Linked DNA regions of Canis lupus: region 1 is linked to region 2. The links are chromatin contacts, called in public Hi-C maps. All regions are on one chromosome and are shown on one strand. The core of a region is the stretch at or near the end of the contact, and the rest is flanking DNA. Distances in the headings are between cores, read along the strand shown. Region 1 has its middle 40 kb from the start of FAM241A. Region 2 holds the start of FAM241A.

Region 1 (5,155 bases), core at 1,221-3,720, 40 kb after region 2:
TAACTCTTCACAATGATTTTGAATCAAGTATTGACTAACTATGCTTTATAAATAATAGTATAGTAATATACTGTAAAGTAAGAGTGGCATGTGAAAGGAAATAAAGGCCAAATTTTGGCATTAAGGGGTTACATACTATTTCAATACAGAGCATGTCTACATCATTATTATTAAATCCATAATAAAAACAATTTCAGAATTCACAGAATAATATGCGTCTTTGCCATTTAGGATCATACCTCAAAAGTGCCAAATGGGCTTACAAAGGAAGTTATTTCATACATTTTTGGGAAGTCAGGATTAGGTAAAGAAGAGAGTTCTAATAACCCTACATACTTATATAAGGTTACAGGGAGGAAGATTTATTTATTTATACCCACAAGTTGAGCCAATTCCCAGATGACAAATCTAGCCAGATTCCAGAGGAAACGGCTGGTGACCTTTATTTCTTGTTTGCTGCTGTTGAACCTCTGCAATTCAAAAACAAAAGTCTAACTTTTAAGTTGCCTTTGGCTGGGGCACTGGGGGACACTTCCCTGCCCCAGCTTTTTCTATGTGATATAAGGGACCTCAGCCATCTTTAACAGACATGTCCTGAAGTGTCATTTCCCATAATAACAAATAATATGACTAATATCTAACTTTGAACTCTTCATTCTGTGCCATGTGCTATGAACTAGGAGCTTTCATATGAATTATCATATTGAATCCTTATTAGATATTTCTGATGTACATATTATTATCATCATCTCCATGTTATGGATAACAAACAACTAATAAGTAGCAGAGGCCAGATCTGAACCCAGGCAATTTGATTCTAAACCCTATTTTCTTCTCTTAATGGCTGGTCATCAGGGAATTCACTCTCCACGATGGATGTAGTGCAAGCTTAATGGGCAGATTGGAAGATGAGTGCCAAATGCCAAGTGACCTGCATTAGATTGACATGAGTAGAGTGGAGCTGCCACAGGTCAGGATTGTTTGGAGATGCATAAACAATCCATATTGTTTATTCTCCATGTATACCTTACTCCCTAGGAATCCTACACCCACCCAGTTTCTCCAGATCTCATGATCAGACTTGTGGGTTGGAACTGGAGGACTGCCACTAAAGTCATTTTGTGGTGTTGTTCCTCTGACTTCTGAAAGAACAGGAGCTGGTGGACAGACTATTATTCCCACCTTCTCTACCTCTCCGGGGGTAAAGTGGCAGGGGAGAGCAGGTAACAAGCTGTCTGAGAAAAATTGTGGGTACGGTGGGCTACTCTTTCACCACCATTTTTGGGACCTTGTACTGAACTCAAATCCCCTGAGAATCACCCCTCAATAAAAGGCTATACTCGTTCAACAGTTTTTTTTTGTTTTTTTGTTTTTTTGTTTTTTTTTTCTGAATCATTAATGCAGCAGGTTCTGGGAAATCGTCCTTGCCTACACAGGTACTTTTGTGCCAAAAGTTTTTAAGTTGAATATAAGTAATTATTTGTTTTGAAATTTGAATAAATTTCAATTTGATGTTAGCTTGTTTTTATTACAGCAGGACATACAAAAACCTACTATTTCCACTTTTTAAGATTTTTCTTTTCTTTCTTTCTTTTTTTTTTTTTGGAGCTCTAACTTTTTGAAAAAGGTTATAGGGAGAATTAATTAATTATATAGATGAATAGGGGGATCCCTGGGTGGCTCAGCGGTTGAGCACCTGCCTTCAGCCCAGGGCGTGATCCTGGAGACCTGGGATTGAGTCCCATGTCGGGCTCCCTGCATGGAGCCTGCTTCTCCCTCTGCCTGTGTCTCTGCCTCTCTCTCTCTCTGTGTCTCATGAATAAATAAATAAAATCTTAAAAAAAATATATAGATGAATAGTTTTTTCCCCATAGTCTTTATGAATTGTGAACATTAAAATAAAATTAGAGTTAAAAAAAGTAAATCATGTCATTCTAATTTGAATGAAAGAGGTTTTTGTTTGCCAATATAGAAAGTTTTTTGATGGTTTTATTATTTTAATGTGTAAAATGTTAAGGACAAATAAAAAACTAAAACATTCCCCATAAAATAGCTGTACTTGAAGCAAAATAGCAAAAAATCATGGAAGATTGGCTCAAATAAAGCAATTTCCATAGCAAGGGTCAAAGACATCAGTCCAGTAGGAGAGTGGCCCTATACTCCTGACTGTGGTCCCTGCTGCTGGACACCCCATATCATGTCACCCTGCTGTGTTGTCTCAGAATGTCTGAGAATGTCTCTCCTTGTTTCTCCAAGGAATTCGGTTACCAGGCCCTTCTCTCCAGTTCTCTGACACTTAAGATTTTGAGTTATATTTAAAGTTGCTACTACCATACAATGGAGGACCTTACTGAAAACTGTAGACTCTCAAGTAGTGCAGTCATAAACTTCCTTTTTCACAATTAGATCCTGAGAAAAATAACAGCAGTGCTCTTCTGCTTTTACATCCTTCTCCTCTTGACAAAATAGAAACCTAGATTTGTTATAGATTGGTTCTACTTCCTGTTGCAACTGCACACGATCAGTGTCATATGTGCACACTGAATTCTGCTTCCCTCAGCAGTTAATTTCTGAGAGTTTTAGATTCACAGCAGTTGCACCTTATGCATTGACTAATGAATCAGTTATGAAATTGTTTTCCCTATTTTTCCCTGATGGGAAGTAATTTATTTATTTATTTTTTATTTTTTTATTTTTTATTGGTGTTCAATTTGCCAACATATAGAATAACACACAGTGCTCATCCCATCAAGTGCCCCCCTCAGTGCCCGTCACCCAGTCACCCCCACCCCCCGCCCACCTCCCTTTCTACCACCCCTTGTTCGTTTCCCAGAGTTAGGAGTCTCTCATGTTCTGTCTCCCTTTCTGATATTTGGGAAGTAATTTAAAACATTTCTTGACATATTTGAATATAGCTTTAAGAAAATTCATGAAACTTAAAAGGAATTTTACTTTTGCAACGGACAGTTTGGGCTATTTTCTTTCTCAGTTTTATTCTTTCCCCCAAGTTTTAGTCTCTAAGTCTCATTTCTTTGGATAACTTAAAGTAGCCGGGATGGACTTATCCATTAGGTATAATAGACACAGTATATAGGAGCCCTGACACTTTCAGTGATCCACAAAGATATTTTAAACTCAGATGAAAATGTGAGTAAAATAATAATATTTAATAATTAATCCAGTTTAGGGGTGCCTGGCTGGATTAGTTGGTGGAACATGCTACTCTTGATCTCAAGTTCAGGAGTTCAAGCCCCATATTGGGTGTGGAGCCTTCTTGAAGAAAATTAATCCAGTTTGGAATAGATTTGTCTTTATTTTATATATGATATAAATATAATGGAGAAAGAGACCCATGAAAGTAAAAGTGCCCAAAGCCCATGAGTCATAACACACTGAAAATAGCTGGCTGCTGTAGAGCAAATAAACATCTTAAATGGCAACCGTTTTTGACATTCTTCAGAGTTTTTAATGTTTGGTGGCTTTCATGATCTGTTTCATTGCTGGCTAGGTTATACAATTTACTGGTCGTAAATTAAAACTAGTAGAGTGTAAAAATCGGAGTTATATAAGTCTCGGACAAGAAATAGACTTCAGATATTGATCTAGTTTCCTGATTTGGTTTTAGTCTTTCTTTAACACAGTTTTTCTTTTCTTAAAACAAGATACTGACTTTACTGTCATTGGTGTTGCCCTTGTTTTTTTTTTTTTTAAACCAAAACCCTGGCGCCATCTGCTGGTAGTTCTAAGAACAGTTTTATATGCTTAGAGGAAGGAAAACCGAGTTGAATCGTAAACCTATGTGATTTACAGAACTAAGAGTGCCAGCACACACTACCCTCTTTTCTTTTGATGATTTGGTGCCTTGTTTTCTCTATTCTGTTGATTAAAAGTCAGGTTTCTATTGAATCATAATCTCCAAATCGCAATCCATATTTTTTCCCTTAAATTTGTCTTTTCAATTCATGATTGAACTATGTATCTTTTCATCAATAGCTTGATTACAGATGCTGTTAAACCATCTCCTTGGACAATACCTTGTACAGTTCAAGAAGTCTACCTCTGCTTCATCTCTCATGGGACACTTCTCCGTCTCACATTTTCTAATATTCTAGAAACTGCCTTCTGTGTCCACATCTTCTGCTTTTTTTTTAGTCCAACTCATTTATCTAATTCTCATCTTTATAATCTATCCTTTACTCTATGGAAATTTTCTGACTGTCCTTTTTCTGGCTTCAGAACTTCTTCTTGACTATATTGTGCTTTGCTGGCTGGGTATTTCCTGACTTAATAGTCAAATGCTGTGTTCTCTTAGGGACCTAGAGTCTCAGTTTGGATAAGTCCTTGGTTTACCAGTAGTTCCCATACTGGCTGCTAATCAGAGTGCCTGGGCCGCTTCTTGAAGTCCAGATGTCCAGATCTTTCCCCAAGGGATTTGATTCAGTGAGTCTGCTGGAGGTCCTGGGAATCTACATTTTGATAAAAACATTAGGAGGTTTCTGGTGCAGCTGTTGTTCTTAGGATCCACAAACCCGCAGGGTAAACCTCTCTTCTGAGGACTCAAGGCTCCATATAAGAAGCCCAAGTTACACCTGTGGATCTTATATTTTGCCATATCTACCTGTCATTCTTATGCATACATTTTCCTTCTTCATCATTGTTTCTTTTCTTGTCCCTTTCCAGCTGTAAAATTTCTTCCCATCTTTTAAATCTCAAATCAAATATCACCTACTTTTTGGGGGTATTTCTCTTACCCTCTTCCTGTTTTCCCTTTTCATGGAGCAAAATTAGTCTGTTCCTTATCTGTGCCACTATATTTTATTAGAGCCCATAGTACATAGATTCATACCCAAATCCAGATATTCATGGAAACCTAGGAAATAAATATAGGACACCTAAATGAAAAATCACCTATGTGATTTTTCAAAACACATCCCATAGAGCTCTTGCCTCAGAGTCATCTACGGTTTATGATCACTGAAACATTCCCACACCAAGTCTATTGAATCAAAATCTCGGGGAGGGGGGTACAGTCTGCAACCAGTAAAACAAATATTGCATATCAATCTCTTCTGTCCTTTAGAATTTGGGAACTATTGCTTTATCAATTGCAGAAAATCAAGACATTACCTGAAATGGCAATTTCTCCATGAACTGC
Region 2 (5,755 bases), core at 2,154-4,653:
AAATGGCGTGGCATTTAAGAACAAGTAGTAAGGGGGAACGCCTGGGTGGCTCAGCAGTTGAGCGTCTGCCTTCAGCTCAGGGCATGATCCTGGAGTCCTGGGATCGAGTCTCACATCCGGCTCCCTGCACAGAGCCTGCTTCTCCCTCTGCCTGTGTCTCTACTTCTCTCTCTGTGTGTGTCTCTCATGATAAATAAATTAAAAAAAAGAACAAGTAGTAAGGGAAAAAAAAATGATGCTGACAATCTTAGTTATTAAGAAAATACCTATATTACTATTTCTGTGTTACTTGAAATAAATACCAAGATATAGACCATTCTGAGCTGGTATCATATCAATGAGCCAAAGGTAGGTTTTGTACAGTCAAAGCTGATACAAGAGACTTCCCAAGATGAGGGAAGGGCATAAACCTTTCTGACAGGAATGGAAAGAAAAATCAGTGAAGGAAAGGATGCCTGTGGAGGAGCCTTTAGCCTGGAGAATAGCTAATGGAAGAAACATGCTTCATCAAATTATCAGGTAATGAAGCAAACAGAAATAGGAAGGAATTTAATACAAAAAATTAGGGGCTGAAAAAAAATCACTGACAGCTGGAGGAGCAAAAGTCAGATGTCTTCTGGAACTATTGCGTTCAAGAGCACACCACCACAGCCTGGATCCAGACGTAAGGGAGCTTCTGTGGAGGCGGCTACCATCGCCACCGCTACCACTGATGCCACCAGTTCTCTTTCAACATCCATAAGGCTGAGACTGTGGAACACCAAGTGAGTGTGCCAGGCAGAAAGGACACCAGGAATATGGCCTCTGTCTCATTTCCAGCTAATTAGTTTTAGTTCCATTCCTGTTTATATCACTGTTTCTGTGGAAAAATTCACTCTAAATTCTAAATAACTAGTCTACAAACCAAGTTTTCAAAAATATTCTATTTTGTAATCTGGAGTCTGTGTGCCCTTAAAATAAACAAACACATACCATCCTAAGGAAACCAAAGGAAACCAAACCTAAGGAAACCTAAGGAAACCAAACACATCCTACGGAAAAACTAAATGAAACAACTCTTTAGGTTATATTTCATAGTCAATGAATTCATTCACTTCTCCCTCAAGTATTTTTATATCTGTAGTTACCATCAATGTAAGGGAGTGCATAAAATTTTTAAATTTCAGTTGCAGGACTTGCAAAGAAAAGAAGAAAACAAGCCTTGGTGACAATATTATCAACAAATGATTTATCTCAAAAGCTTACTTCTTAGACCAAAGGGTTGTGTTGTCCCAATTTTTTGTTCATTTTTGGTTTCTTGATAAGAAGTTCTTCTTTGGTGCTGATTTGGGGTAAGTGCATATCTCAGGTGTAATTTTCCATTACTATGTATGTAGGCTTAGGGTACGTAAATACATTATCTGATAAAAAAAATAACAGTTTCAACATTTCAAAGGAAAGAAATTTCCATGACAGGCACTGAAAGAAGCAGGTGTGCGGGGATATGTTTTCTAGGATATACGTATCATTTATTTTTGTTTGTTTTCATCCTTTTTCATTGTACCAAATAATTTTGGTAAGACCAGAGATACTAATGATGTGAAATCTACAGAAGTATAAATGAAGCAATATTTTACATGCTCCCTTACAAACATTCGAAAATGTACTTTAAGAACCTCAATTCTACTGTACCCCCCTCACCACCACCACCAAGGGAGTTCCTTGTAGCTTGCTGTTTTCTTCACTTTTCCAGTTGAACAACTAAAGCAAGAGGAAACTAAGCCCTTTAGCTACTGAGTCATGGTCCAGTTGGATGGTACACTAGGAAGGGAACAGGGAAGATCTCCTAGAGACTAATTATTTGCTTCAGTCACCATGCCATCTCTTATATTGTCATAAGGATGAAAACTTACAATAAATAAAATATTTTTTTAAAAAGGATGAAAAATTACACCTCCACATGGTAATGAGCCTGATGCTAGGGCATACTTTGTATGTGCCACACAATGGTATTTCTGTTTTCTAAATAAAATGTTGAAATACCAGAAGTTACACTTTATCTACTAATGCATTTAGTGATGCTATTGGAGTTTGCGAAATGTGACAAAATGACAGACGGACAATGATGAAAGGAGACAGACATTAATGGATTGTCCCGACAGTACAGGCCGTAGCAAAGGCAAATAATCATGTGACTACTCCTTAATGTGATGCTGAAGGTAGGCTTATTTCAGGTATTTCTGAGAGTTTAATTACTGTTTTTTGCTGGTGAAAATCTACCCTACATATAATCCAATTTCTTTTTATTAAATCTCTTGCCTAATCTTGAGGACATCTGATATGTTGTAACGCCTATTACCATACTTCATTTGGTGAGAACAGATTCTGAGAGTTTCAAAAATTACCCAACTTCTCCTTTTCCTACCGCTGTCCTCTGAATACTTCTTTCCCTTCGGTGCTAACTGAAAGCAATTTTCTTGCTTTTTCACTTTTAAAATGAAGTTTTGATTTCGTTTGCGTTCATGTGAGGAACCTGCTCTCTTGGAGAGTCCCAGGCAAGGTATCTATCGCAATACCCGCTCCTACACACGCTTTCAGACCCTGACTGCACATCTAGAGAGAGACGCCCACACCTCCTCGGAGGCGCTAGGTGTGCGTTCGGAACTGAACTGCCAAGATGGAGGGCGGGGAGGGAGCGGCTGTCCCCTACACCACAGCACAGGGGTTTGGACTGGAGGTCGCAAAAAAAAAAAAAAAAAAAAAAAAAGTGTTTACATGTGAGGCTTTTAGGTAAGTGACCGTTACGGAGGGTACTTCCACAGAGCCCGGGGCGCCGGCCTGCGCCCGCCCGCCCGACAGCAGGGGCAGGGCCGCGCCGACCCCGCCAGGCACGCGACCCGGGGCACTCGCCGCCGCGCACGCACGACCCCGCAGCCCGGCCCGGGGCGCGCCGTCCAACGGCTCCTCGCCGCAGCGACCAGCGACCGGCGCCCCACGCCGAGCAGAGCCCAGGCGCCGCCCGCCCGCCTACTTCCCTCCGCCGCCGGGTGGGGCTCGGCAAACCGGCCGGGCCGCGCCGCCCCCCCCGCTCACCTGCTCGCGCTCCTCCAGCGGCCGCTGCCCGCGTCGCCGCGGGCTCGCCCCGGGCTCCGGCTCTGTCCCCGCCACCGGCCGCTCCGCCAGCGCGTCCCGGTCCTCGTCGCGCTCCCCGCCGCCGCCGCCGCCGCCGCCGCCGCCGCCGCCGAGCAGATCCCCGGCCGAGCACATCCCGTCGCCAACTCCCGCGGCCGAGACGGCCGCCGGAGGAGCCGAGCGTGAAACGCGAGGCAGCGCCGCCAGCCGCGGGCCGCCCGGAGACCGGCCGCGCTGCCCACAGACAGGAGCCTCCGGAGCGCCCCGCTGGCCAGCGTGCCCGAAGCGCCAGCCCGGCCCGGCCTCTCCTGTCACTGGCTCGCCCCGCCCGGCCCCGGCCCCGGGGCGGGGCCCACCCGGGGGCAGGGCCACGGCGGGGGCGGAGCCGACGGGGGCGTGTGGGGGAGCCCTGAGAGCGAAGGCGCGTGTTCGCGCGCGTCCGTGAGGCCGCGTGTGTGAGGCGATGTACACTGAGAGGCCGTAGGTACGTGTGTGAGAGAGATGGTCTGTGTGTGAGGTTGTGTGTGTGAGACGGAATGTGTGAGTATGTACGTAACAGGTTTTAAGAAATTGTGTACGCGTGAAACTGTTAGGAGTCTGTGAGAGACAGTGTATGTAAGAGAGGGTGAGTGTGAGGGAGAGAGGAGAGCGTGTGTGTGTGTGTGTGTGTGTGTGTGTGTGATGCACAGTTACACTCCAACGGGGTGGTCCTGTTCTTCCGCGGCACGGAGGCTGTGCCTGAGTGTGCTGCTGGAGGCCTGCCCTGAGTGCCGTCCGTCCTTTGCAAGTAATACACACTTCTCTGTCTCTTTTGTTCCTTTTGTCTTCTGTGTAGTATCTCTCGGAAGGTGTGTGTCTTTGTCTCTGTTAAGTGTTTCTCCGGGGTGTGTTGATTGTTAGAGCCTTGGAGCATGTATGCACTACCAAATGCTCCCAAGGCCTTGGTGTGTATTTCTACAAATGGGCCAGGATATGTCTGTCTCTCTCAGTGGTTGATAAAGGGGATACTAACTCATAAATCTTTTCCTCACTACCCGTGATATTGTGACTTGTAAGAAATATATACAGTTGGCCCATGAAGGATGCAGGGATTAGGGACACTGACCTGCACAATCAAAAATCCCTGTATGACTTTTGACTCCTCCAGAACGTAATTACTAATAGTCTTGTGTTGACTGGAAGCCATACTCCTGACATATATAGTTGATTAGCATATTTTGTATGTTACATGTATTATATACTGTATTTGAAAAGGATATGCTCCTAAGAAAATCATAGGGAAGAGAAAATGCTAATAGTGCTGTAAAAAAATCCAAGTATAAGTTGACCTGCACATTTCAAACCTCTGTTCAAGGGTCAGCCCTGGTGGCTCAGCGGTTTAGCGCCACCTTCAGTCTAGGGTGTGATCCTGGAGACCTGGGATCCAGTCCCATGTCAGGCTCCCTGCATGGAGCCTGCTTCTCCCTCTGCCCCTCTCTCTGTGTCTCTCATGAATAAATAAATAAAATCTTAAAAAAAAAAAAAAAGAGTCAACCATATATTTGGTTTTCATTCCATTTTGGGAACAGAGCTCCTAAAACCTTGGAATTTCCTACTTGAGGAGAGCTGTAAACATCTCTTGTTTTGCTAATGAGGACACTTTTGGAAGTAGTTAACGAAGGATGGGGGCTAGTTGCCTGGAGAATAAAAATGTTGATTAGAGGGTTAGAAATTTTAGTCCCAACCCCTGAACTCCAGGAGGGTAGAGAGGGTCTGAGTTGAATCAATCAATGGTGGTCAATGATTTAATCAATCGTGTCTATGTAATGAAACCTTCATGGAAGCCCAAAAGGACAGAGGTTCTGGGAGCTTCTTGATAAGCGAACATGTGAACAGGCAAGCAGAGTGGTTCACACAGAGAACATAGAAGCTCAGGACGCCTTCCAACACATCTTGTACTGTGTACCTCTACATCTGGCTGTTCATCTGTATCCTTTATATTATCCTTCACAATAAACTAGTAAAAGTTTCTCTCAGTTCTGCGAGCTGTTGAACCAAGGACCATGTCATTGGAAATCTCCAATTTAGAGCCAATTGGTCAGAAGCACAGGTGACAACCTGGACCTGCAATTGGCATCAAAAGGAGGGCAGTCTGTGGCACTGAGCTCTTAAGGTGTGAGATCTGTGACCTTATCTCCGGGTAGACAGTGTCAGAACTGAGTTAACTGCTTGGTGGTGTTAGGAAACACACATCTAACTACCCTACCTATTCTGTGGAAGGGAAGTTGGAGGGTGTTTTAAAAGCAAACAAACGAGCTTTTTATATCTTTCATCTGTTCTTTGAGAAAATTATAGACTTGTATAGATAAAATATGAGGCTATTTATCAATGGAAAATAAATATGCCTGTGTATGGAGAATGAGTTATTTGGGATCTTCTATTAAAATGTTTTCAGGCCCAGAGAGGGAATTAAAATAGGCAGAAATTTAAAGACGTATTTTAAAGACCTATTTCCTGTAAGCAGGACTATAGAAACTAGAAAATATGCCTTTGAATATCACAAATTAGAAAGAAAATGAATCTGGTTTATTTCCTTTCTTAAAAGCCTTTTAAAACCCAGGGGGAAAGTATTTAATATTATATATATAATCAGAAACAAATGTCA

What was found. A called contact is a pair of places that touch in the nucleus more often than the background predicts.
Region 1: a contact with region 2 is called in a Hi-C map of blood, with 1.5 times the contacts expected there. The contact joins the enhancer-like site here to the promoter of FAM241A in region 2. A contact is called at or near these places in 2 of 9 Hi-C or Micro-C datasets (amygdala and blood).

What each region holds. Positions count from the first base shown.
Region 1 is chr32:7,942,906-7,948,060 of UU_Cfam_GSD_1.0, forward strand. No RefSeq gene overlaps it. Among named protein-coding and RNA genes, the nearest start is that of FAM241A, 40 kb to the left of the region's middle. Within about 2 kb of position 2,471, at least 2 of the 20 cell types and tissues checked have an H3K27ac peak or open chromatin away from gene starts, as enhancers often do. A contact at or near this core is called in blood, where this site is marked.
Region 2 is chr32:7,901,664-7,907,418 of UU_Cfam_GSD_1.0, forward strand. It overlaps FAM241A, which reads right to left and starts at 3,404. Exons shown (of 2, transcript XM_038581895.1): 1 at 3,073-3,404. The coding sequence starts at 3,246. LOC102154795 (a long non-coding RNA gene) reads left to right here and starts at 3,279. Exons shown (of 5, transcript XR_005382635.1): 1 at 3,279-3,595.